2 separate regions of the Mus musculus genome follow, and region 1 is linked to region 2. The links are chromatin contacts, called in public Hi-C maps. All regions are on one chromosome and are shown on one strand. Each heading gives the region's core, a stretch centred on a gene start, on an enhancer-like site or on the middle of the called end of the contact. The rest is flanking DNA. Distances are from core to core; before and after follow the strand shown. Region 1 overlaps Slc10a7 (solute carrier family 10 (sodium/bile acid cotransporter family), member 7). Region 2 overlaps Slc10a7 (solute carrier family 10 (sodium/bile acid cotransporter family), member 7).

The links. Hi-C and Micro-C count contacts between places; a contact is called where the count stands out from the background.
Region 1: a Hi-C map of the N1E-115 cell line shows a contact between it and region 2, with 3 times the contacts expected there. The contact joins two enhancer-like sites. A contact is called at or near these places in 1 of 39 promoter capture datasets (the C10 cell line), 2 of 15 datasets of contacts at CTCF or cohesin (large pre-B cells and pro-B cells), 13 of 484 Hi-C or Micro-C datasets (the C10 cell line, the N1E-115 cell line, embryonic fibroblasts and 4 more) and 2 of 115 datasets of contacts at active chromatin or transcription factors (the 230-238 cell line and embryonic stem cells).

What each region holds. Positions count from the first base shown.
Region 1 is chr8:78,640,846-78,646,538 of GRCm38.p6, forward strand. All of the region lies in intron 5 of Slc10a7 (solute carrier family 10 (sodium/bile acid cotransporter family), member 7), which reads left to right. Among named protein-coding and RNA genes, the nearest start is that of Gm39203, 31 kb to the right of the region's middle. Within about 2 kb of position 3,991, at least 4 of the 459 cell types and tissues checked have an H3K27ac peak or open chromatin away from gene starts, as enhancers often do. A contact at or near this core is called in the N1E-115 cell line, where this site is marked.
Region 2 is chr8:78,548,696-78,554,340 of GRCm38.p6, forward strand. All of the region lies in intron 4 of Slc10a7 (solute carrier family 10 (sodium/bile acid cotransporter family), member 7), which reads left to right. Among named protein-coding and RNA genes, the nearest start is that of Slc10a7, 42 kb to the left of the region's middle. Within about 2 kb of position 1,461, at least 8 of the 459 cell types and tissues checked have an H3K27ac peak or open chromatin away from gene starts, as enhancers often do. A contact at or near this core is called in the N1E-115 cell line, where this site is marked.

The DNA.
Region 1 (5,693 bases), core at 2,741-5,240, 95 kb after region 2:
AAGATGCATTGAAGAGAAGCAACTTAAGGGAGGAAAGGCTTATGTTGGCTCACAGTTGGAGGGAGTGGTGCAGTTCATTATTGTAGACAAAGCATAGCCACGGAAGCAGCTCATGGCAGCCTTCTGGCAGTCAGGGAACAGGAAACAGAGGGCTGTGGACACCAGAATTTACTTTCTTAGAATTTAGACCTGGACTTCAGCTGCTAGGATAGTACTCCCCACATTCAGGTGTGTCTTCTCTTCTCAGATTACTCTCTCTGGACATGCCCAGGGATGTGTCTCCTAGGTGACAGTAAATCTAGTCTGGTTGGCAGTGGAGATTAACCATCAAGGGATAGTGGGCTTATGGCAGAACACAATTATTGTTTTAACCTAGATGACAAACGTTCTCTATGTAAAAAGTCAAAGTAATCATTCTAACCTATCTTCTCCCAGTTACGTTTCTCTGTATAGCCCTGGCTGTCCTGGAACTCATTTTGTAGACCAGGCTGGCCTCGAACTCAGAAATCTGCCGGCCTCTGCCTCCCAAAGAAGCTTTTGGGAGCTGAACACCGGGCACTCATTTTTCCGCTTTAAATTTTCTACTTCAAACGTATTTCAATGGGCTAGAGTGGCAGCTGAAGGGCTAAGAGCCCCTGCTGTTTTTCAGAGAATGAGTTTAGTTCCTAGCACCCATGTCAGGTGGCTCCCAGCTGCCTCTGACTGCAGCCCTAAGGAATCCAATGTCCTTTTTCTTGCTTCCATGGATAGATACCACATGCAGACGTGCACATAAACGTACATAGATACCCACACTTATACATTCATAGTCAATAAAGAAACATTTAAATAGTACTTCAGGGGGCTAGTGGGATGGCTCAGTGTTTCAGAGTACTAGCTGCTCTTCTAGAGGATGTGGGTTCAATTCCCAGTATCCACGAGGCAGCTCACAATTATCTGTAACCCCAGTTCAGGGCATGTGACTCTAATTTGGCCTCTCCGGTCAATAGACATGGACATGGTACACAGGTATACATGCAGACAAACACTGGTATGCATTAAATAAAACAGAGAAAAATTGTAAAAGGTATTTTGCATAGACAATGACGATTGGGCAGCATATATGTACTCATATACATTTGTCCCTGTGCTTGAAGATGATTGGGAATTCTGGATAGCTGAAAGTACCTTATGTCCACTTCCACATGCGTAACATCTGGTTTACATTATTACCGATGAATAAAATATAAACCGTATCCACCCATAACTGTGCAGTGCCACTCACATCCCTGCAGTGTGGGGGTCCCTCAGAACAAAGTTAAGTAGCACACGTAGCTCCTTTCCTCTCTGTTTCTGCAGGTGAACCCGGCTTCCCTGAGTGAAGCAGCTTTCGTCAGCTATAGGCTGTGGGTAGAGGTCAGGGGGTGTGGATGCATTTTGAGAAAGCGCTGTTTCCTTCAGTTTTAGCTTTTGGAAACCTCTATTATGGACGTGCTGTATTTGAAAGTAAACCAGCTGTGGTCAAATAGGAAAAGGGACTTTGGGTTAGAGAAAGCTGTGTGCAAACCTGGGCTCCACAGCCTGTAGACAAACATCAAACGTGTTAGGATGATGTAAGTGGTAGGAGAAAGAAGATTGGGGTCGGTGGGGGGGGGGGGATCCGTCATAAATAAGGCAGTCAGGGAAATAAAGTAAGGGTGATTAAAAGGGAGCTGTGTGCTGTCACAGAGCCCCACTCAGCTGTGCCTGAGGGTTGAGGTCCAGGGGTGAGTGGCAGGAGCAACTGGAGGGTTCCGTGGTGGCTGCGTCCTTCCTGGCAGGTTATTTCCCATTCTGAGCAACAGCCACCAATAGATTTTTGAAGATTTACTTAACTTATGTAAAGTACCTTTCACATGGCAGTCAGGTGCCTGAAAAATCTTCTTCCCATTATTGTTTTAATAAAATATGAACTTAAAAATTCATAATAAAAGATTTTAAAAATGGTCTCAAGTCAGCTTCTGAGTTTGTAAAACGTTTAATAAGTGTGGATGGGAGGCACACCTCGGTAGGTCCAACAGGTCGCGTGTTAGACTGTAGCTTGTGGTAGCTAAGGCTCTGTGCCACAGGGCTCACTGACTGAGTTAAAATATGTGAGGATTTTCATGCATGAAACTGGCATATATCATTTGTTAAAAAAATCAAGAGCTGAGAAAATCAAATATTTCAGCACTTGTGGACGTCTGCTTTGCTAAATTATACTTTATATAAATGATCAGTAAATTATGCCCACTTTAAATTTAAAGCAGTAAGAGAGTAGATTTGGTTATCGTCTGTTCCGGGCATTGCGAATGCTTTGGGGCTGGTATTAAATGTGCTTTCAGCTTTGCAAAGTGTGACAGAGGAGCACGGCGTGTGACCTCGTCTGTGTTGTAATGACAGAACGAGACTGCTGAGCTCTCCTGAATAACGTACAACGATTACATCACTGCCTGCCTCGAAATATGTACATGGTAGTCAAGTCATCATGGAATAACTAGGCATTAAAGCATCTATGAAGATGGCGGATATACATCTCAGGCTGCAAGCTCCAGAAAATGTAAACGCCATCTTTATGCACTTTAGTTTTCTGTCTGCTTCTTGAAAACATGACTCATAGGTGTTTAAAAGCCTGTCAGACACCTTGCAGGAAAGGGAATATACTGATTTCACTCCAAGAAAATCACCTTTTTCAATTTTTTTCAAGCACATTTCTGTAGGTGGTGAGAGAGAACCAGAATTCCATTCCATGTTTAAATATAAAGCAGTCCAGCTGCTGCCCCGTCTACCCACTAGAGGAAGAGAGAGAGTAACTAAGTTTCTGCCGCAATGTATAGAAATAAATGTATTGAAATCCCAGTGACGCTTCGGCTATGCCTGGCATAGTGGAGAACTCCTTAAGATTAGCTGCGATCGCATTTCCCTCACCACCCTGGCTTTCCCAGATCAGTTTGTAAACACACTTCATTCATTTAGAATGAAAGCGCACACCTCAGTTAGCGAGTCAGCTTGCTGACTGCATGCATTTGATTTGAAATAACATGACTACCCCTTGTTGTTAATGCAGAACTCATTGGATTTGGCTCAAAGAGGTTGGAGCTTGGTGACCCCTATTTGTTACTTTTTCCCTCAGATATATATGAACAATGAATTTGTATTCTAAAGCGTGCCTTGATGAGCAGTGTGTACCTTTTCTTGTGTCTGTTTTCAAGGCTTTCCTCCCTCATTATGTTTCTGGCTTCAAGTGTGCTTTTAAAATTCATCCCTTCCAAAAAGTCAATCTATACATTAAAAATTACTCCTCTTTTCTGTAGAACGTCCTCATCTTCACCTAGAGTGGACACGGTGAGATGGTTTTGTTCCTCCTAAGCAAGCCCCGACAGGCCCATGACACTGGCTACTGCTGTAACTGTACATTTCTATACATAATTGATGACCTGGGCCCCCACAGACTGCACCAGTACACCGCAGTGTACATTACCATACAGCTTGGGGTGGGGGCAGGTCTTTGAATTGTCCATTTCTGAATAGAAATAACTCCTTGCTAACAAAAACTCCAGAAGACTAAGTTTACTGTAGTAATAAATGGCCTTCAGAGCACAGTGAACTCAGCAGCATGGGAAGCTGGTCAGGCTTGCCATCAAGCCAACTTCCTTACCCCATCTTACACTCCTTCAGCGGTTGGTATAATACCACACACACATAAAAAGGTTTTGGGCCAAAGAAAGCTAAATTCCAGACTGCGCCATTGGAAGTATTCTCCAATCTAATTACCCTTTTAAATTTAATTTATAGAAGCTAAGAAGGCTATTAAGTAGGACTGGTTATTTTTTCATGAATGTCTTGCATGAAAGTCAGTGTTGTTTCCAGTCCTATTACTCCCTGTGGCCTGTCAGGAGTGCACTCTCTAGTCTATCCCTGCTGTTTCCTCCCCACATCCCTTCCATTCCTGCCCCAGGCCATTTCCTGGCACCTCCCATCTCTACCTGCCATGGCCATCCAGAGTCATTGCAGCCTAAGGTTAGCAAGTTAGGAGTCACTCCTTCCCTGTCAGACACCCTGCCTGTCTGAGTGAGTCTCCATTGTCCCCAGCATCTAGCCTTCTCATTTCTTGGCCCTCCACTTGTTGATACTTGGCTCAGGGTAGAAACTAAATGCCCCACACCGTGGTATTTCCCTGGCATCTATCATGTGTCCACTGTAGCACAGGTGTCCTGTAATTATCATTGAGTAAAACTACAAAAACCCTGTGAATAGGAGATCAAATTTTGACTCTAGAAATAGTCATTTTTAAATAAGATGATAAATTGTTAGGATTTATAGTTATTCTAGACTCTTGGTTTGCTGTTCCTGTAGTAGGGTATATTCTGGTTATTAGTAGACAGCCTTTCTAGTGCACAGGAAGCCCTGACTAAGATCCCAGCTGTGGTGGCACACCTGCACGATCCCACCATTTGGGAGGTACAGACAAGAAGCCCATACATCCAAGGTCATCTTTGACTTCATAGCAAGAAATACACACAGCTGGAAGTTGTAATTCTGATACAAAGGGGGCCTGCTAGTATTTCATGATGAGATTTTAAACTCTTTCATTTAATTCCTTTTTCAACATAATAATTTCACAGCGGAGAGTTTCTGAAAGTCTTCACTATGTTCTACTGAATATTTATGTAGGTTGATAATTTGGTATAGCCAGGGGAAACAGCTTCTGGCTTTGTTTTATCCTCATCTCTTGGACTACCCTTTACACTTAGATATCAGACAGAATGCACACCTAAGATAGCCTTCGTATAAAATCACTGTTTGTTCAAGTTGTTTTTAAATACTGTTTAATTTTACAACATATTATACCATTTAAGCATTAAAAGCAGCATGCTTATTAAGCCTTCAGTTTGCAAATTTCTTCTTAAAGTTTGTAAACTAATCATTGATTCTAGGAAAAATAATTTTGAATTCCAAACGTGTCAATGGAGGCTGAGTCCATATATTTTTAATCTATAAGAGAAAGAGATATAGTATAGAGTTGTAGGTTTGAGATTTATCAAATCCTGACTTCAAAAATCAATGTTTCTCTTGAGCAAATTAGCTACCCTCTGTGGGCAATGGCTTCTAAGTTCGTAAGTGCATCATCTCTTGCCTTGGCTCAAAACTGATTCCGCCTGCAGAGTGTGTAGTGGCTTGCAAGTATGTTAGCAAGTGTACCTAGAGACCGAAAACTCGGTTGAGGACACTGAGATAGATGGCTCCATTGTCAAGTGCTTACTGTGCAAGCATGGAAGGCCTGTCTTTAGATCTCAGCTCACATAAAACTCTAGGCATGGTGACATACAGCTGTGAGCCCAGTGCTGGGAGCTGCAAACACGAGATGACCCTAGAGCTTGTTGGCCTGCTAGTCTTGCCTGGAGAGATGGCTGAGAGGTTGAGAGCATTTGATCTTGGAGAGGACCAGGGTTTGATTCCCAGCACCCACATGGTGGTTCACAACTGTCTGTAACTCCAGTTCCAGGAGATCCAGTGCCCTCTTCTGGCCTTTGTGGGCATAGTGTACATACATGATGCAGGGAAAACACTAAAAAACATAAGATTCTTTAAAATTCTCCACAGAAAGGTGGAGAGTGGTAAAGTAAGTTATCCAACATTGACCTCTGACTTCTACACACACACACACACACACACACACACACACACACACGACT
Region 2 (5,645 bases), core at 211-2,710:
CCGCATACAAACATACATGGAGGCAGAACACCAGTGTAAACAATGTATGTATGTATATGTATACCATTAACTCATTTGAGGATTTGCCTGAATACACAAAGAAATGCATTTCCTTTGTGGTAAGAAAATAAATCCCTTGTGTTTGCCTTTTAAATTGAATGTCATGTTAGGTTGATTCAATTTAAGATTTCTAATTTTAGGTATCCACACGACATGTGTAATCCCAGTACTTGGGAAGGAGGAGGGGGTCAGGAGTTGAAGGCCTGCCTGAGCTGTGTGAAACCTTGTCTCAGGACAACAAATGATATTGATTTCCTCAGTGTTATCTACCAACTCTTTGTTTTGAATTATGATAATCTGATGCCAGTAATACATTTGTTCCTTGGTTTTTAGAAGCTGTTTACCATGGGACGTGGTGGCGCACACCTTTAATCTAGCACTCGGGAGGGAGAGGCAGAGGCAGGTGGATCTCTGAATTAAAGGCCAGCCTGGTCTACAGATGGAGTTCCAGGACAGCCAGGGCTACACAGAGGAACTACCTCCAAAAGGAAAGGAGGAAGGAAAGGAGGAAGGAAGGAAGGAAGGGGAGGAGAGGGGAGGGGGAGAGGGGAAGGGAAGGAGGGGAGGGGAGGGGAGGAGAGAAAAAGGGAAAAGGAAAAAGGAAAAGGAAAAGGAAAAGAAGAAGCAGCAGCTATTTACCTATGATCTAGGTTGTATTTCCTGAGTATCCTAGTTGATATTTTGTTACAGTGGATGTTAGAGTAGGTTTTACTGTGATAAAATAGGGCATTTGGAATTTACAGTGAAAGATAGTATAAGGTTGAAATCGCTGCATTGTTCATATCAGTATCATTAAGAAGATAGAGAAAAACAAAAGGCATTTTCCTCTACAGTACGTCCAGGATGTGCCTCTTGGACATTTTGACAGTTGTGAGTGTGCTGTCACCACATAAGAGCCATACCAATACCATGTGACAGTGCTCATGTGATTTCAAATATTGCCGAAGTTTGCAATCATGTAAGAATGTGATTTGTGAATGTGAAATGGGATTTTAGGATGAAGTGTCAGATTCATATCATGCATTTATCCTACTTGATTTATTTGTCGAGCAAACAGTAAATGATTTTTTTCTTCCTCTGTTGTATAGATTTTAGGTCTTGAATAATAATCTCTAAACAGGTATTAAGATACTCATGGTAATTTGTTGCCTTGGGGAAAATATTGATGGTTCCATGGCTACAAAAATACCATTTTTATCCTTGACTTTGAATTGTTTAGCCTGCATCACTTCGCACAATTTCATTTCCACAGAAAGAAACCCACTTTATAAAACCTTTCCAGAAGGTTGTTGTCAGAGATTCCTTAGAAAAAAGAAAAGTCCCGGCTAAAAAAAGAAACAGGCCAGGGAGTTGGCTGGACCGGAGGCATGAGCAGTGTTTGCAGAGCTCAGACACTGTCCCATAGTTTTAGTGTAGCCTTCAGCTAACAATTAAAACTCTTTGTCTTATCAGTCATCGCCCAACCCTAACAGATGGGTGAAGAGTTAATCTGATTTATATTTTCCCCACAACTTTCTCATCACATACAATAGCCTGTGATTAACATTCAGTGGACTTGCAAGATGATTGATGGGCCTTAATGGTCCTCTATACATCCCTTTAAAATCATGCCAGGGTAAAGCCCAGGGCCGAGGTGCTCCAGAGGACCTATAGAAATCCAAGACTATTTGGTACTCTCTCCACTAGAAAGGAATCTGCTAATATTGTCATGTTTTTCCCTGCCAGGACCCTCCTTGCCTGGTGTCATATATTTTTTTTTTTTTTTTGAGCTCTCTCGGGAGGAGATTAGTCTGAAACAACAAAGTAGCCAGATGTCTGGTTCTAAGAGAGTCCCAGAGGCCAGGCTACAGTAGGCAGTAGAAACCGCGTGGGGCTGAAGATCAAAGATACCTGCGCATTACTTATGGGCACATAGTGTGTGTTGTTCTCATTATTAACAGTCGGAGAAAATTTGTTTTCCTAATTAACCCTTTTGTTGGAATAACCTTAAATTTTAGAGAGTTTATTTCAGTTTGGATCAATTTTCTTTTGTGTAGCTAGTTGGGAGTTTACCATCCAAAAAAACCTGAAATGAAAAGAGCTCATTTGATTTAAATCTCTCAACTGTTGTTCTTAGCCCCAGCAGACGAGCCATCAGAAGGGCATCATCGTCATCTGCTGTGACCATGGGGGCATTGCAGTTGTGAGTCACAGTGTAAGCCACTGGTGAGGGTCTGGTTGGCTTCTGTGTGACAGGGGCTGGCTGGCTTCTGTGTGACAGGGGCTGGTTTTCAGTCCCTCATAACAAGCTGTTGTTTTGGAGTTGGATGTGGGAGCACTGCTTCCTGGTTTTCAAATGAATTGAGAATACATCTTAGTGGTGGGACTCTGTCCCTTACCAATCATAGACACCCTTCACATCAGTATTACTAATGCTTATTAAAAAATCTTAACATCCTTTCCTGTTTGCCTCACCCATGAGACTTTACATTCTTTAGTTACATTTGGGAGACATGAATACATTTGCTCTTAGGTCATTCCTAATTCTAGGACCTTTAAAAACGTGTAGCTGAATTTATTCCAAGGACTATATAAAAATCCAATTCGGACGTTTTGGTGCCTTGGGCTCTTGGTGAGAGTGTAGCTGATGGATCTACCTTCCTACTTGCTCTCTCTATGTTCAACATTATAATGTAGCAACAGCAGCTAATAAAAGTTCCTCTGATGCCATTGTAAACTACTGTGATCAGACTCGATTAGCCAGCCTTAGAGCTTTAAAATGTTACAATTCATTTTTTAAGAGCTGGCAGTGTAAGCTTGGCACAAAGGCTGTAAAAATGTCTTTAAATATAATTGGAGATATGTGTTAGCCATGTAGCGCGCACAGACTTTGTGTTCTTTGTGTAGTGGTCAAGGATTTTCTCTCTCTCTCTTTTTATTTATTTCATTTTATTTATTTTATTTTATTTTATTTTATTTTTTCGAGACAGGGTTTCTCTGTGTATCCCTGGCTGTCTTGGAACTTATTTTGTAGACCAGGGTGGCCTTGAACTCAGAAATCTGCCTGCCTCTGCCTCCCAAGTGCTGGGATTAAAGGCATGTGCCACCACCGCCCGGCTGGATTCTCTCTCTTAAGTCCTTGAGGAAAACGAAGCCCCTAGTAGCAGTTTATAGGTACTAATAGATTTATCTCTCTGGAGTTAAGTATCCTTTGCATCAGGAAGTACTAAGGAGGTACTGGATTTTGGTTTTGTTTTGTTTCTTTCCCCTTCAGAATGGGATTTGGTGTGGTGTTCTCACTCTGACACACTGTTCTCTGTCTTGCAGTTAGCACCCTTGCTAGCACATACCCAGTAGTACACACCAATGCTAGCACATACCCAATAGTACATACCAATGCTAGCACATACCCAGTAGTACATACCAATGCTAGCACACACCCAGAAGTACACACCAATGCTAGCACACAGCCAGTAGTACACACCAGTGCTAGCACACACCCAGTAGTACACACCAGTGCTAGCACACACCCAGACGTACACACCAATGCTAGCACACACCCAGAAGTACACAACAATGCTAGCACACACCCAGAAGTACACAACAATGCTAGCACACACCCAGTAGTACACACCAGTGCTAGCACACACCCAGAAGTACACACCAATGCTAGCACACACCTAGAAGTACACAACAATGCTAGCACACACCCAGAAGTACACACCAGTGCTAGCACACACCCAGTAGTACACACCAATGCTAGCACACACCCAGAAGTACACAGCAGTGCTAGCACACACCCAGACGTACACACCAGTGCTAGCACACACCCAGAAGTACACACCAATACTAGCACACACCCAGAAGTACACAACAATGCTAGCACACACCCAGAAGTACACAACAATGCTAGCACACACCCAGTAGTACACACCAATGCTAGTACCCACCCAATGTGCTTGTCTGTCTTCCTGGTTTAAGTGCAGGTTGAGCCACTTCCATCCATTTGTGTCATAAATGTTTCTGTGCCTCAGAGAGTGGATTAATTTAAGAAGAGCTACTTAAAGAAACAAAACTTTTCTCAGTACAGTGTTGTCAAACACTTGGCCTACTCTCCCCTGTGGACGGGCAGCTCTTTCTGTATCCCACACAGCGATCTATCTCCCTGTGCTCCCTTATGCTTAAGTGCATACATGTGGAATGCACACACATTCCTGCCCTTTTCTTTCTAATCTCCCTCCCACTCCATTTAAATGGCCATTTGTTTTGTAATAGATATTATTGTAGTTAGAAAGCTGAAGAGTCTTCTGTGTTGGGAAGTTGGGTAGTGTGTGTGTGTGTGTGTGTGTGTGTGTGTGTGTGGTGTTAAGCTTGTGTTTTGGTTAGGCTGGCTGGCCATCTAACTCTTGTGATCTTCCTGTCTCTGCCTCTCATCCACTTTGTTCACAGGCATGCACAGCTTTTTATATGGATGCTGGGGATTTGAACTTAGGTCCCCAGGCTTACAGAACAAATGCTTTTTCCCCGAGCTTTGAAAATGCTTTTTCCCCGAGCTTTGAAAATGCTTTTTCCCCATGTTTCTTTTACTTGTTTATTCTACTTTGTTCTTTATATATATATTGTCCACTCCTCTTACACTCCCACCCTCACCCCACCCACTTGGTGTGTGCTTTTTCATATCATCTGTATGAAAGGTTTTTTAAAAAATTTTTTTAATTTTAATTTTTATTAGAAATAAGAACTAAATTGTAAGAACAGACAGTTAAGGTCTGCTTTTGAATCAATCTCTCTTTCTCTCTCTCAACTGCATGCATAATGACTTAGTACTTGAATGGGTATTGGAGTCAAACCATAAACTTTGATGATAGAATTGCATACTAAGTGAGAATGTTTGCAGTGTAAATCAAGTCGGTTTTGTTAGAATGCATTTTAATTTCTCTGTGGAAAGCTTGGGGTTGAGCACACAGCCTTATGGTTTTTATTTTTAGTCTATAATGGTTTGAAAGTTTTTGTTTTTTAACAGTTTGTTCAATTTTTATTTATTTAATAAATTTCCCTCATTTAAATGCGTTGTAGTTCATCTTCACCTAAATTATTTCTTGCTGTTTGGAATGGTGTCTTTGATGCTCAGTCAACCTCGAGAGGCTGAGGAAGGGGAGTCAGGGAAGGGATGGCTGATGGGGAGACTCCTGTCTCCAGGGCCAAATGTAGGTAGTGTTGGTGTTAATAAAAAATGTGGCGGTAGTCAACAATTGAAAAATATTGGAAGATTAACTTGGTATCTGAGTATTATCTTAAACGGACTATTTTTCCTTTTTAACAGTATGATTTACATGATTAAATATGAACTAGAACTACAACTGATGGATAATCAGATACGCAAGGATAATGTTTGGAAAACTGCCTAAAAGACATGAGACTCAGTTATTGTAGCCTGGGGATTTTGCCTGGGGAAAAATGTATTGTGTCTCAACAGCTGAAGGGCTAGTCAGAAGGAAACAAAGCAAAATGGCATCTATTTCAACATGGAATTCTGATATTTCATACTTAATTTTTATCTTTGGCAGAAATGTCAGAATATACTAGCTGCTTCCTATCTCCGGAGC